2 separate regions of the Mus musculus genome follow, and region 1 is linked to region 2. The links are chromatin contacts, called in public promoter capture Hi-C maps. All regions are on one chromosome and are shown on one strand. Each heading gives the region's core, a stretch centred on a gene start, on an enhancer-like site or on the middle of the called end of the contact. The rest is flanking DNA. Distances are from core to core; before and after follow the strand shown.

What was found. Promoter capture Hi-C pulls out the DNA fragments that hold promoters and counts their contacts.
Region 1: a contact with region 2 is called in a promoter capture Hi-C map of pre-B cells, with 2.8 times the contacts expected there. The contact joins the promoter of Slc25a32 here to the promoter of Mtdh in region 2. A contact is called at or near these places in 1 of 39 promoter capture datasets (pre-B cells) and 1 of 484 Hi-C or Micro-C datasets (regulatory T cells).

What each region holds. Positions count from the first base shown.
Region 1 is chr15:39,109,180-39,116,686 of GRCm38.p6, reverse strand. It overlaps Slc25a32 (solute carrier family 25, member 32), which reads left to right and starts at 3,971. Exons shown (of 7, transcript NM_172402.3): 1 at 3,971-4,339. The coding sequence starts at 4,186. Dcaf13 (DDB1 and CUL4 associated factor 13) reads right to left here and starts at 3,813. Exons shown (of 11, transcript NM_198606.2): 1 at 3,636-3,813. The coding sequence starts at 3,705.
Region 2 is chr15:34,079,480-34,086,540 of GRCm38.p6, reverse strand. It overlaps Mtdh (metadherin), which reads right to left and starts at 3,822. Exons shown (of 12, transcript NM_026002.5): 1 at 3,128-3,822. The coding sequence starts at 3,505. It overlaps Gm41291, which reads left to right and starts at 3,315. Exons shown (of 1, transcript XM_011245387.3): 1 at 3,315-4,799. The coding sequence starts at 3,534. The coding sequence ends at 4,067.

The DNA of each region.
Region 1 (7,507 bases), core at 2,722-5,221, 5.0 Mb before region 2:
TTTGTAGAAGCTTAAGGCCAGTGGTCCATACAGAAAATTCCAGTCTAGACAGAGGACTGAAGCTCTGAGGGCCAGCAGAAAGAATGGAAACAGGCAACCTAGGGAGGTAAGGGGTGGGAGGACCCTCTAGAATGTACCAGAGACCTGGGAGGTGAGAGATTCTCAGGACTCAAAGGGAGGGACCTTAGACGAAATGCCCTATGATGGAGAGAGGGAACTATGATGGAGAAAGTCTACCTCCAGTAAAAAGACAGGGCATCAAGTTGAGGGATGGGGTTGCCATCCCACAGTCAAAAACTCCTACCCAGAATTGCTCCTGCCTAAAAGAACTACAGGAAGAAAAATGGAGAAAAGCCTGAGGAAAAGGAGGTCCAGTGACAGGCCCAAATTGAGATCCAGCTCAGGGGGAAGCCCCAAGGCCTGACACTATTACTGATGCTATGGTGTGCTTACAAACAAGGGCCTATCATGATTGCTCTCCAAAAGCCCCAACAAACAGCTGAAAGAGTCACATGCAGATATTTACACCCAACCAATGGACAGAAGTTGGTGACCCCTGTGTTTGAATTAGGGAAAAGCTGGAAGGAGCTGAGGAGGGCGACCCCATAAGAAAACCAGCAGTATCAACTAACCTGGACCCCTGAGATCTCTCAGACACTGAGCCACCAACCAGGCAGCATACACTAGCGATATGAGGCCCCCAACACATATAGAGCAGAGGACTGCTGGGTCTGGACTCAGTCAGAGAAGATGCACCTAACACTGCAGAGGCTTGGGCCCCAGGGAGTAGGGAGGTCTGATGGGGTTGGGGTGGAGCAGCGACATCCTCTTGCAGAGGAGGCAGGGTGTGGGATGTTGGAGGGTGGGCTGGGAGGGGGATGAAGTCTGGACTGTAAAAAAAGATTAAAGAATAAAAAACAAAAACACACCTGTCTCAAAAACAAATAAAAGGGGGAAAAGAACTTGGAATAGATTATATACTTTATTTTCTTTTAAAAGTCAAAAGAGAAAGCATGCTATTTAATATTCATAACTACAGAAAAGCTTAACAATTTCAGAAACAATTCATAGTTAGGTCATTCTTAGAACTTTGCCATAATTAAGTCAAGGTACTTCTGCTACAACAAATGTTTTTACAATCTTACCTTTCCTTCTATAAATCACTATACCACACAACAGATGTAGGCTGTAATATACTACACTATTCTAAAGGCAGAAGCCAGTCCCCCCTTGTCAACACTATTCTTCCCCGGAAACACAACATACGGCTGAAATGAGGCTGTAAGTTCATTAGATATCACATAAACAGGTATTAGAGGGCCATGTTTGTCTGTAAACAGGGTCCACTATGTATCCCTGGCTGGCCTGGAACTCACTATGTAGACCAGGCTAGGCTGGAACTCAGAGATCTGTCTGCCTCTGTCTCTGGAGTACTGGAATTAAAGGCTTGAACCACCAAGCTTGGTTCAGTTGGGTTGTTTGTTTGTTTGTTTTTAAAGATAGAAAATCCACACTGATGTTCTAACTGTATCCCTGTATTGTAATGTAGCATCTAAACACCTACTTGTAGAGGTAGAGAACTAAGTTCAAGCCCCCTTATGGTCTTCTATAATTCAGTCTCGCTGTCTCATCAGCTTCGGGTACTTCCTGGAGCTCAGCTCAAGCACCTTCACTCCCTGTCACCTAACCCACCTTGCATTTCCTCCTATGCAGCAGCCTTTCTAGCAGGACTTAACCTTCACCCACATCTACCCAAACCTCACACCCCTTGAAAATATTCATTTTATCTTCTAAATCATAATCGCTGTATCCACTTCCAACTTCCCTCATCTAGTCACACAGAAGCAACTAACACTAGTGCAGCACCTGCCATACATCATAAGCGCTGGGTATGATAGCTTAAAACTCATATAAAACCACATATATTTGTGTAAGGTGCTCTTACACATTAACTAGACACATCAGAACTATCGAGGATATTTCAACAATAAAGCTTCACCAGTACTTACCCAGAATTTAAATCCTGCAGAAAACTTACAAGGAAATAACACTAAATAAAATATAACAGATGTGTTTCTTGCTTTATATTTTAAAGCACTCCAAAAATTTTATTTTCTGTTTTGCTATTATATTTCTATTATAAAAATAAAAATAGCCGGGTGGTGGTGGCGGCGCACGCCTTTAGTCCCAGCACTTGGGAGGCGGAGGCAGGTGGATTTCTGAGTTCCGAGGCCAGCTTGGTCTACAAAGTGAGTTCCAGGACAGCCAGGGCTATACAGAGAAACCCTGTCTCGAGAAAAACGAAAAAACAAAAACAAAACAACACAAATAAATAAATAAATAAAAATAGGGAGATACTGTTGAAAAAAGATGTTACTATAAAGTAGAGTTGTATCTCCTAGCATAAGATTCTGTGTCCCAGCTGTCACCCATTCATTCATTCATTCCGATACTTACAAAGTAGCTATTTATGTGAGTTATTGTCTAAACACTGCATATAGGAATAGGATTCTTTCCTCTCTTTTCAAGCTGATAGGAAAGCCTGCTAATCAGCATGAACCATGAGATAATGTGATAAGCACTGACAAATCCAAACAATGTGTACTGAAAACACAGAAGAGGACACTGATGCGCAGGATGGAGGGCACTTGTAGGGATAAGTATGTAAAGATACGTACATAAGTATAGCTCCAAGACAAAGCCTGAAATGCACCCACATTGGCAAGGGTAACGTAAGCCACTGTCTTAGTTAGGGTTTTACTGCTGTGAGCAGACACCACGACCAAGGCAACTCTTATAAGGACAACATTTAGTTGGGGCTGGCTTACAGGTTCAGAGGTTCAGTCCATTATCATCAAGGTGAGAACATGGTAAAATCTAGGCAGGCATGGTGCAGGAGGAGCTGAGAGTTGTTCTACAGCTTCATCTGAAGGCTGCTAGGAGAATACTTTCTGCTAGGCAGCTAGGACTAGGGTATTAAAGCTCTCACCCACAGTGACACACCTACTCCAACAAGGCCACTCCCTGGGCCAAGCACTATAAACCATGACAGCTCCATCCAGCAATGCACTGTTTGGTGAAAGTGGAAGAAAAAAAAAAGTAATGAGGTTCAAAGATTCAAAATAATTAACGTCAAACTCTGGGGACAAATCTACTTTTCATTTAAGAAATATTACCAAAAAAAAAAAAAAGAAAAGAAATTATTACCATGTAAAACACCTTGGGAGCTGGGGGGGGGGGCCATATACCACACGTTAGCAATGCTAGGGGGAGGAGAGAGAACCTTTAGTAACGCAGACAGGGTTTCTCTCTGTAGCCCCGGCTGTCCTGGAACTCACTCTGTAGACCAGGCTGGCCTTGAACTCAGAAATCCGCCTGCCTCTGCCTCCCAAGTGCTGGGATTAAAGGCGTGTATACGTAACTACTTCCCACTAGAGGAAAATTCTCACAAAGGACGTAGAGGTATGTGCCATCTGCAGTTCTGATCCTCACCAGCCCCGTGTGGACGCAGCCGCCTAGGCGGAGAGGGAAACCGAGACCAGAGCGCTGGCCTCCCGCCCCTTTTACTGCTCGAAAGCTGGCCAGACCCAAAGAATCCGGGAGGAGGCCCCTTCCTCTGTTCCAGTTCCTCTCACCTCTTTGTATGTCCAGCTTGGTTTCGCGGACATAGTTGTCAGGGTTTCGGCTCAGCATTTTCACCTTCATCTTGGCGGCTCTGGGTGTCGGACTCCACGAGCCTTTAAACCGGGCTCGACTTACCGGGGCCAGCACGCAGACACACTACTTCCGCCTTCCGCGGGCTTCCTGTCACGTGGCTCCGCAGAGTGGCAGCCGGATGGCTCAGCTGGACCTCGCGGCGTTCCGTAGTCTCTCCGGCTAGGAGCTGGAGGGGGCGGTCCTTCAGCTGTCGCTCGCGTCTTGACCCGAGGGCGAGCGCGCGCAGCTGTGGGCGGGGCCAGGCCTGCTGGGCGGGGCTAAGCAAGCTCCGCTCTGAGGTTTCTCCTACTCCCCGCTTTGCCGCGGGTGTGACTTGCCTGCAGCAGCGTCCCGGGCTCCGGTCCCGGAAGTGGGCTCGCGTCCTGCGGTTCCAGGCCCCGGGCCGCGACAGTCGCCACGGTGGCGGCCACTACATCACGCCCCACGTCGGCGGCGCTGGACGCCGTAGTGTCGACGAACCCGGAGCCCATGACAGGCCAGGGCCAGTCGGCTGCCGGGTCGGCGGCGTGGAGCGCGGTGTTCCGCCACGTCCGGTACGAGAACCTGGTGGCTGGCGTGAGTGGCGGGGTCTTGTCCAACCTGGCGCTGCACCCGCTCGACCTCGTGAAGATCCGCTTCGCTGGTAAGAGCCTGCCCACGTCCCGGGCGGCTTCCCTTGCTGCCAGCCCCAGCGAAGCACTTACACGCAGAAGAGACATTAGTCTCCCCAGACTCTACTACAAGGGGGAGAGCCCCTAAGATGATGCTGTGCACCCTGCGTTACCTGGAGCTAGGATTTAGGAAGGGGACCCCGGCTTTCCCTGTGTCTCCTAACCATAAAGGATAGGGAAAGTGGGTGAAGTTTGAGAGAAAGGAGGTTGTCACATTTGACCCTCATGTTCACGAGTCATTCACTCTTTGGGGTAATTTGAAGTCTTAGGGCAGCCACGTGTTTGGCTGTATAAAGTCAGACGAAAGTACAAGTGTGTGAGCCGGTGCTTTGTCACCTTCGGAGAGTAAGGTCATAGTTTGGGATTAAAATATTCACTAAAGTTTCTTTAGTTTGCAGTATTTAAAAATATGCATTGTCTGGTGAAGGAAGGAGGAGCTTCTACACTCTAAATAACTGTATTAAAGTGTGAATTAAGTATATGGAAATTAGCACGGCATTTTAGGAATTAATACCAAGTTGCATTACATAGGTGAGCCTTGGTAACTATTTAGAAACCATTTCTGTTATTTCATTTATTACAAACTAAATTTTTCCAGAAAATCAAATCTTTAGAGATGGATTTAGTAGAGCATTCTAATTTTATTCGATTTACTTGATGTATGTGTCTTAATGTTGAACAGTGGAGTCGAACTAAGAAGTACCAACAGTTTCTTATCGTTAGGAAACTTAAAAATGTAATTACCCTAAGATATATAAAAGGATTCTACACAACATGAAATCAGTTGCTAAGTAGAATAAATTCAAATACAAAATAAGAGCACAAATAGGCTATATAAAAAGACTATATAAGGAAAGCTGGGGCTGGAGAGATGACTTAGCCTTTCCACAGGACCCACATTGAGTTCTCAGCACCCACTTTGAGCAGGTGGCTCCCAACTGTCTATAATTCTGGCTTCAAGGAAACCTAACATCTCTGGACTCTGCCAGCACATGCACATACCCACCCAGGGGCACATATGAAATATGAAATGATAAAGTAAATATTAAAAAAATAAACATAGGTGGCTTGTATGTATCTGTAAAGGTTCCATATTAAAGTCCTCAACAGGATTAATATTTTGACAGCTAGAGGAGACAAGACATTCCGTGGTGGAGAATGTGTGGTACCTGTGGAGTGTATTCTAGAAAAGACACCGCAGAGAAATAATTCCATGGAGTTTGATATGCAACTATAAATAATTGTTATAATAGTTGCAAACATTGATAACTAACTTTGATTGAATGTATAATAGGCATTTATTATGACCTTTATGAAGCTGATAATGGTAGGGGTTGAGTAAGTTGTCCAAGTCACAAGATGGTAAATAGCAATCTGAGGTTTGGGTTCAGCACTTTCACTCTGAAACTACCCTGCACTTACCCTCTCCCCGTAGCACCTCTAAGTCCCTGCTAACAGTGACTTGAATGTGAATAGATAGTCTTGGACTTCTTGAGATGAAGGTCTGTGGCTTGGTGTCCCTCTGACACAGCTTTCTCTAGGAGCAGAAGATGAGGCGCTGAAACTGAGGGTTGGCCAGGTTGGGATTTGGACAGTGCTACAGAGCTGACTAGTTTGAGGAAAGGCAGTTCTTGGTACCTGAGAAGATTCATTACCTTAGCGTGAGAAGAGTATTGGAAACTTGTAGGGTAGATAAAGTGGTTAGTTACAGAATAAGGGATTAAGGGTAGATAGTAACTCCTAGTTGAAGTCCTTCCCACAGCAGAGCAAGCGTGTGTAGTGGTAAAGCCGGCAGTTTGACTGAATGGCGAAAGGAAGAACTGAGGAAGATGAACAGTGAAAGGTTGTGTCGGTGTTTTAGTTAGGGTTTCTATTGCTGAGATAACACACCATGACGAAAGCACCCTGGGAAGGAAAGGGTTCATTCCTTATAGCTTTCTCATCCATCATCCAAGGAAGTCAGGGCAGAAACTCAAGGCAGCAGCCTGGAGGAGGAGCTGATGCAGAGACTGGAGGAGTGCTGCTTACTGGCTTACTCCTCATGGCTTGCTCACCTGCTTCTTGTGTAACTAAGACTTCTTGCAGCGGGGGTAGAATTGGGGGCGGCATCCCCACCTCCACACTGTGGGCTGGGCTCATCCCTACTAGTAGTCAAGAAAATGTTCTAAACTTGCCTGCAGGCCATCTGGATGAAGGCACTTTCTCAACTGAGGTTCCTCTTCCCAAATAACTCTAGCTGTGCTGAGCTGACATAAACCAATACAGTCATCAATAGGCATCAGTACTGAATAATGCCGACATTTTGTGCTTCCATATAATTAAGCCCACTTATTAAAATTACTGTCTAGCAATGGTGAGGAAGGCTAATCCTGAATGCATATGCTGTAAAACCAAACAATTCATTGACTCCTAAGTAAACTGGAGCTCCAGTGTTAACAGTTAAAAAAAAAAAAAGTAAAAATGTTATGTGAGAAAGGTGAAGGAATTCGTTAAGCTTCATATGGGAAGGGCCGTGCTCACTGTGAATTGGTCCTAAGAAAAGTTACAGGGATGCAGAATTAGGCCTGGCAAAGTAGTGGTACCCTCTGCAATGAAACACAAAGCGGCTGAGGCAGATGCTATTGAAAGAGGTTGGGAATGGGCATTGAATAAGCTCAGTGATTGACTGCTACCGTAGGTCTTAGGCACATAGGTCATAAGCTCAAAACCTAGTATCACACACACACACACTCACACACACACACACACACACACACACTCACACACACACACACACACACACACACACACGCTCACACACACACACACACACACACACACACACAAGTAGAGACAAACCATCCACATAGAGCACAAGGGAAGGGGATGTATTAACTAAGTAAGAAACAAGGTCTTCAGGTGTGACCGAGAAAAGGAGGGTAACTAAGCCAGCACATGAAACACTTTCTCCTGGGATGGTGGGACTACATAGTTTTTAAAGCCAGTGTACTTGTTGCTGTTCTTCAAAAAGAATTTAAAACTTAATGTCTTCTGTCTTGGCTCCTTCAATATACCAACTTTTTTGTTCAGTTACTGCCTCCTGGAATCTTTCAGTGTTAAACCACTAGCCATTACGGTGATGTGCTTTCATGAAATTCCTC
Region 2 (7,061 bases), core at 2,573-5,072:
TGACAGGACTTCTCCAGCTTTTAGTACTTCTCAGGCTTTTCCCACTAATCTGATTCAATCTTTTACTTTAAAAGCAACTTTTGAGATTAGACATTTGGTGCCTCCCTCTCCCCAACCACAGTGGGGCTGGCATTGTTGTTTTGAATAAAGCGCCTCAGTATCCATTGGAGAGGAATTCCAGAACTCTCAAGAATACCAAGAAGCACAGATGCCAAGTACCTTATAAAATAAAATAAAATGAAGTATTGGTATGTCAGAGTACTTATACTTAGTCCAAAGTACATATTTTATATACAGTTGCTATGCAATATAGGTAAGGAACTAATGACAAGGAAAAAGCCTGGACCTAATTCAGTACAACTGCAGTTTTCAAAAATCATTGATCTGGGGAAGAGAGGTCTCATGTATCCCTGGATGGCCTCAAGCTTAAGATGTATGGGATGACCTTCAAAGTCTCATTCTCCTGTCTCCACTTTGAATGTTGGGACTACAGGCATATGCCAAGACCCCCAGTTTATGTAGTTTTGGCCAACGAACCTAGGAAGTCATGCATGCCAAGTAAGCACTCTAACCAACTTAGCAACATCACCAGGCCCTAAAAATAAAATGTTGGTCCTTAGTTGGTTTAATCCATGAAAGCAGAGAATACACAGGGAGTGGACTGTGTATAAACATCTTTTGTAACTGGCACAGAGCTCCCTGGGGAGACAGAGTTTTTACTTTTCATGTTTCCTTCATAGTAAGACATAAAACACCACCTTTTTTTGCTTTCAACCTGTAAGTAGGCCTTGTTTGATTTTTTTCCTCCCCTAAGTAAAAATGCAGCACAGTACAAGAAACAAAATGAACAGGAAATAATGAAGTTTATACTTAGCCCTGGAAAGCAGTATTTTTCTAAGGGGAGGGTGGGATGGGGGTGTCAGGCCTTATAATCAAATAAGAAACCAATTTTGTGAGTCACAAATGCATTAAAGAAAAACAATTTTATGCCTGTGCTAGAATACAAAATATATTTCTGAGTTGCATCATAAGTTTCAGGACCAGCCGGAAGGTAGTGGTGCATGCCTTTAATCCCAGCACTTGAGAGGCAGAGGCAGGTGGATTACTGAGTTCGAGGCCAGCCTGGTCTACAGAGTGAGTTCCAGGATGGCCAGGGCTACACAGAGAAACCCTGTCTCGAAAAAAAAAAAAAAAACCAAAGTTTCAGGGCCATAACTTCTCTAATACATTCTTACTATGTGGCAGAAGGTTATTTTTTTCACCTAATTCACATTCAATGATCCAACGTCAATTCCAGCTCCTCAAAGATCTCAAGTAGGTTTACTTATTACCCATTCCCCCTTCCTTAACACAAATGAAAATCAGGATGAGCCAAATCCTATCTGTTGTACATTTTTCATAGTGAAGTGTGTGTTCTTCCTTCAGGTGAGTCATCTGTGTCATGATGCACTTCAAATGGACTCTCGAAGCACCTGTCTCTCTCCTCAGGTCCATCTGAAATTCTAAACATCCTAAAGAGACTTTGATATTTTGAAATTTCATAACTTGCCACAATCCACACAGGCCTTAGTATTAATGCACGCAGTTTGTTTCAAGATCACCTTTACTCTGAAACGAAGAGTCTACTTTCATTAAAACATTACTTAACCCTTGATGCTGTCTACAGAACTTTTAATTATGCATGATCTCAGTGTGCTGTTTTCTCCTCTCCTAACTTCAGAAAGTATTATACTGATAACTTTCTAGGTTTCCTCTCTTCTATCTTCCCACTCAGCAATCAAACCATGAGTGCTTATCATATGAGCTGTCAGCTTTCTATTTAGTACTTATGGGTCCATGAACAGAGTTTTTACGAACCTGTCTCCCACTCGATTGACTTTAATTCTTATGTGCCCATCAAACATACCAGAGCACATCTCTTCATAGTAAGAGCCTGGTACTTACTGAAGTGTTCTCAAAAGGTGGAGACTTACATTCAGATAATATTGGAGGCAAAGTTTCTCTATGTAGTCCTTGCTGTCCCGAAACTATAAAGATCAGGCTGGCCTCAAACTCAAAGATCTGCCTGCCAAGTGCTGGGATAAATGCATCCACCACCACCACTACACTAATAAATATTTCTAATGTTACTTATCTTTCATATTACACAAATTATGCAAAACAGGCTACTAAACAGTTCAGTGGGTAAAGGCACTTGCCAAGAAGCCTGAGTACTGGAGTTCAATCCCCAAGATCCACTCTGTGGAAGGAAAACCAACCCCAGTAAGTTCTCCTCTGACTTCTGCATGCATGCCACGGCACAAGATCTCTCCAACAAATATACACAGAACAAAATATTACAGAGAAATCACAACACAGGATACAGAAGTAAAACACTAAGGCCTAACAAAAATGGAATAGCTTTCGCATTTCCACATGTGGTCCAGCAAACTGCGGCTTGAAATCTCCTCTCAACCTTCTTCAGCATTTTAATCTGTCACCTCTTTATGCTTTATTAAAAAACAAAAAAGTCTTCCACATCCTTTGACTGTACTATAGACTACTTTGCTGTACTTGCCTTATGTTTTTCTCGGGGCCATATATCCCGAAGGCGTATTAGATCGCCAGCTCCCTTTTGCCCAGTTCCTGTACCAGCAACCCAATGGCCACACTCACCAGGATAAGACAGGGTAACCATTTCCCTTTAACATTTCCAACTAAGATGAGTATGGCTTGATCTGAACACCTGTAATCCTCTTTAAGCCAGTTTTTAGGTCACCCCTATCTTCCGTGACGGTCTCAGGTCTCAACGTGGCTTGAGATAGACATCTCTCTCTACCGGGCAGTCTTTTCAGAACTTCCCAACGTCACTGTAAGGTCCCATTAACCTCCACATGCAGCCTACTTTCTTTCACAGGCCTCTAGGAAGGATCTGCTTTTGGGGAAACCAAGGTTCTCATATGATGGCTGTAAGTTTGGTCACTTTTATTTATACCTACCCCTGGAGTTAATTTCCATTCAGGAAAACGCGACTTTCCTACTGGTTCTTACACTTTCCGACTTCCCCCTTCTCAAGGAACGTGTTCACCTACCACCTCGACCTGAGCTCTCGCTTCCCTTGACCACCGGGCTCCTCGCCACTACTCACTTTGGGCTTTTCAGGAAGCTTCTTCCGGTTCTTCTTCTTTTGCTCCTCGCTTCTGAGATTCTTCAGCTGGGCTAGGTCGTCGGGGGCCGGAGTCGGCGGGGCCGCCTCCTCCCGTTTGCGGGGCGGGCTCCTTCGCTTCTTGCGGGCGCCGGCGCAAGCCGCGGCCCAGCCGTAACCTAGAAGGAAGAGCAGGAGCAGCCCGAGAGCGCCGGTGCCCACCAGGATCACCCAGCCCGGGTACCGCTTCGGCTCTAGCCCCAGGTCGAGGCCCAACTCCGTGCGCAGAAAACCTAGGCCGACCGAGAGCAACTCCCGCAGCCGGGCAGAGCCCTCCTCGGCCTGCTGGGCCAGCTCGTCCTGCCAGCTTCGTGCAGCCATCTTCCCTCCCGTCAGAGAGACTCGCGGGATGACGCCGGGGAGCGGAGCCGCCGCTGGAACAGTCGTGGGAGGCGACAGGGCCGCGACACCTCAGGCCGAGCGCATCGCGGCCAACCCTCACGCCGGAGTAGGGGATAGAGGGCCGCCGCCGCCACGGGGAGAGCCAAAGGTTCCCAGTCTCCGCAGCCGGCCTCACGCCGCCGCCACCAGGAGGACACGGGGCGGCGGGGACAGAGTGTCTCCAGAGGCGGCCGCTAAGCGGCGTCGGGGCGCCAGCGCCAGGACCCGCTGTCCTCCCCCGGCGGAACAATGGCGGCTCCGGCCGCGATCCACGCTGCGCGCGGAGGCCGGTCGGGTCACGTGGAGGCTGTGGGCGGGGCATGCGTCACATGGGGCGATGGGCGGGGCCGGGCGGACTCTAGTCTTGGAGTGGGGTCTCCTTGAGCTGTGTGGGTTTGGAGGCTTGGGGCGACTCGGAGCTTGCGAAGCGGGAGCTAGAAATCTGACGGTGGAACTCCTTCAGGCTCGGGCTTTCTGGATGCTGAGAGGGATTCAGGTGTGAGGCCTGCGCACGAGCAAGGCGGCCAAACCCATCGGAGTATGAGCAGGCTTTCCGCTCTCTTTCCTGCAGTGGTGGTGCAGTGGACCGGCTTTTTCTCCCTAGGTCAGGGGCCAGTTGGATGCTTCCAGAGGGAGCTCGGTGGACTCTGAGGCAGCGAGCACGTGTAATTCACATCCGAGTATTTCTTCGGGGCGGACTAGCATATTAACGTTTGCCAACGTTTGCGTCTGTTCTGTCGTTCACTCCTGCTGTCTGTTGTCAGGCTCCAGATTTAAAAAGTCGGCAAACCCGTGGGAGGCACTATTATTTTTCTACTGATTTGTAGCCTTAATAGGAAATATTGAGAGGAAGCCCTTAGACTGTATTTATATGCAAGAGAAGCATATTATTTTAAGCTTTTATACAACCCCAAAAGAATTGCAATTTTTGAATGCTTGTGTTGTCCAACAGTCAAATGTAGCATTAGAAGGAAACTAGGTGGGTTGGGGAATGTCGCTCAGCAATAGAACATGCTTACTGAACATATGCAAGGCTCTGGCGTCGATTCCTAGCACCAAAAATAAAGAGCTGAGGCGCTTCTTCCCTTCTTAATTTTAAAAATGCTTGAGGACTACCCTACTATTTGTATTTTGACTTTGCGGTAAGGAAACAGTGTCTATAATTAAATGTTAATTAGCATGTAAGCAGCTGAAGTAAATACAAACTAAAAACCTATTCATGTATTTTGACCCATCAGTATTGTAATGAGTCTTGTGATTAATGGGTGGAATAGAGTTTTATACGTAATAAGCTACTCTTGCTAAGCTTTTTTGCAGACTTATAATTAAGGGCTAAGTTATAAAGGCCAGAACCTTAAAATGAGATCTGCATGACCTCTAAAATTAACAAATTCCATTCATATTTTTGGAATAAGATTTATAACCCCACCTATTTGGGTTGGTCATAGTTTTTCTAAGAAGTTCTACTGATCGTTTTAGATCATCACCTGTGGATTTATGAATTAGAGAATTACAGAAATTGTAGGTTAGCATACTAGTCCCTTTGACAGTCTAGCAAGTAAATGATTTAGTAAGATCAGGTCATCTTGTAGTTTTTTTTTTTTTTTTTTTTTTCCACTTGCTGTATTTGGTATCAGGGACATACTTGTCATTATATCTCGCCCTCCTTCTCTCACTCCCTCCTCTTTGTGTATGCACATGTATATGCACTTCGTTTTTGTATTCATGCTGGGGATTAAACCCAGATCCTTAAGCATGGTAGGCAAACGCTCTCCCACTGAACTATGTCTTTATCCCACCATGCACTTATATTTTAAAAACAAAAAAGTAGGGTCACAACCAACTGGTTTGCATTCATTACAGTTAACAAAACTTGTAAGAATATAATTATACTTCCAGAAAGTTAGGGTTATTTGTTGCAATAGCACAAAGATTAGATTAAAATTTAAATAAAGCAATGCTTTGAAAGAATCAGGGCAAAACAGCTGTGTGTGATGGAATACTAGCTCTGCTCTAAGTAGACAAAGTCCTAATTCCTCGTGAATGACAACGATAAAATGCAAAATGTGTCTAAAACTCTCTATGAGAAGTTCAGGGTTGGAAATGAGTGCTTTTTCTGAGTAATCATAGATAAACAGGAAGGAGCTATAAACTCATACAGCGGTGTGAATATCAATGCTGAGGAGAAGAAGAAGCCATAGTACCTAGGGTATGATTCCATTTGGGTATAATTAGAAAATGAACACTGATCTACAGTGATAGCAAATCAGTGGTTACTTAGGGGTATGGGGTGGGGCCAAGGAAGCTTGAGGAAGGTCTTAAGAAAGGATCCAAGGAAATGTGGGAAAGGTGAATATGTTCTTTGTTGCGATCATTTCATAGGTTTTCCAAGGTTCAAGTTACATACCTTAAATATTTTGGCTTAGGACTTGTCAACTGCTTCCAAGAAGCCATTCAAGATGTTTTTAAAAGTCGCTTATCGGACTGGAGAGATGGCTGAGCAGTTAAGAGCACTGACTGCCCTTTCAGAGGTCCTGAGTTCAATTCCCAGCAACCATGTGGTGGCTCACAACCAACTGTAATGTGGTTTGATGCCCTCTTCTGGTGTGTCAGAAGACAGCTACAGTGTACTCACATTCAGAAAGTAAATAAAGAAATAAATCTTTAAAAAAAAAAAAAAAGTCGGGACTGGAGAGATGGCTTAGCTGTTAAGAACACTGACTGCTCTTCCGAAGGTCCTGAGTTCAAATCGCAGCAACCACATGGTGGTTCACAACCATCTATAGTGAGATTGAATGCCTTCGTCTGGAAATAGCTATAACGTACTTACATTGTAAATAATATTATAATAGTAATATAATACTATAATAAATAATTTTTTAAAAGTCACTTATCCCTAGGTATGGTGGTGCATGTTTGTGATTGATCCAGGAGTCAGGAGGCTGGGGCAGGAGGACTCAGAGTTCCAGGCTAGTCAGGGCTTCGTAGTCAAGCCCCATTTCAAACAAACAAAACCCCAAAAGCTTATTTTTATTGCTGTGATAAAATATGACCAAAAGTACAATATGAAAGAAAGAGTTCGTTTTGATATACTGTTCAGAGGGTCCATAAGGCTGGAAGGGCATGGCAGCAGGAAGCTGACTGGTCACACTTTGATTGACAGGAAGGCACAGAGAGAAAAGTAGCTGTGGGGTGATTCTATAACCCTCAAAAGCCCGACTGACCGCAGTGGCTTTCTCCTTCCAATAAGGCTCCACAATCTAAAGGTTAGGTGCCATAAACTCCCAAAATAGCATCACCAAGGATTAAAATATTTGGACCTCTGAGGGACTTCTCATTTCACACCCTCCCAAACCAAGCAAAACCTCATCACTTTAGGTTCTGCAAAAGTGGGATTCCAAGCAAAGGTTTTTTGCACCCATGATTTTTTTTTAACTTCTTCGTTTTTTTTTTAATTAAACTAATAAAATTTATCTTAAAATATACAACTCAGTAT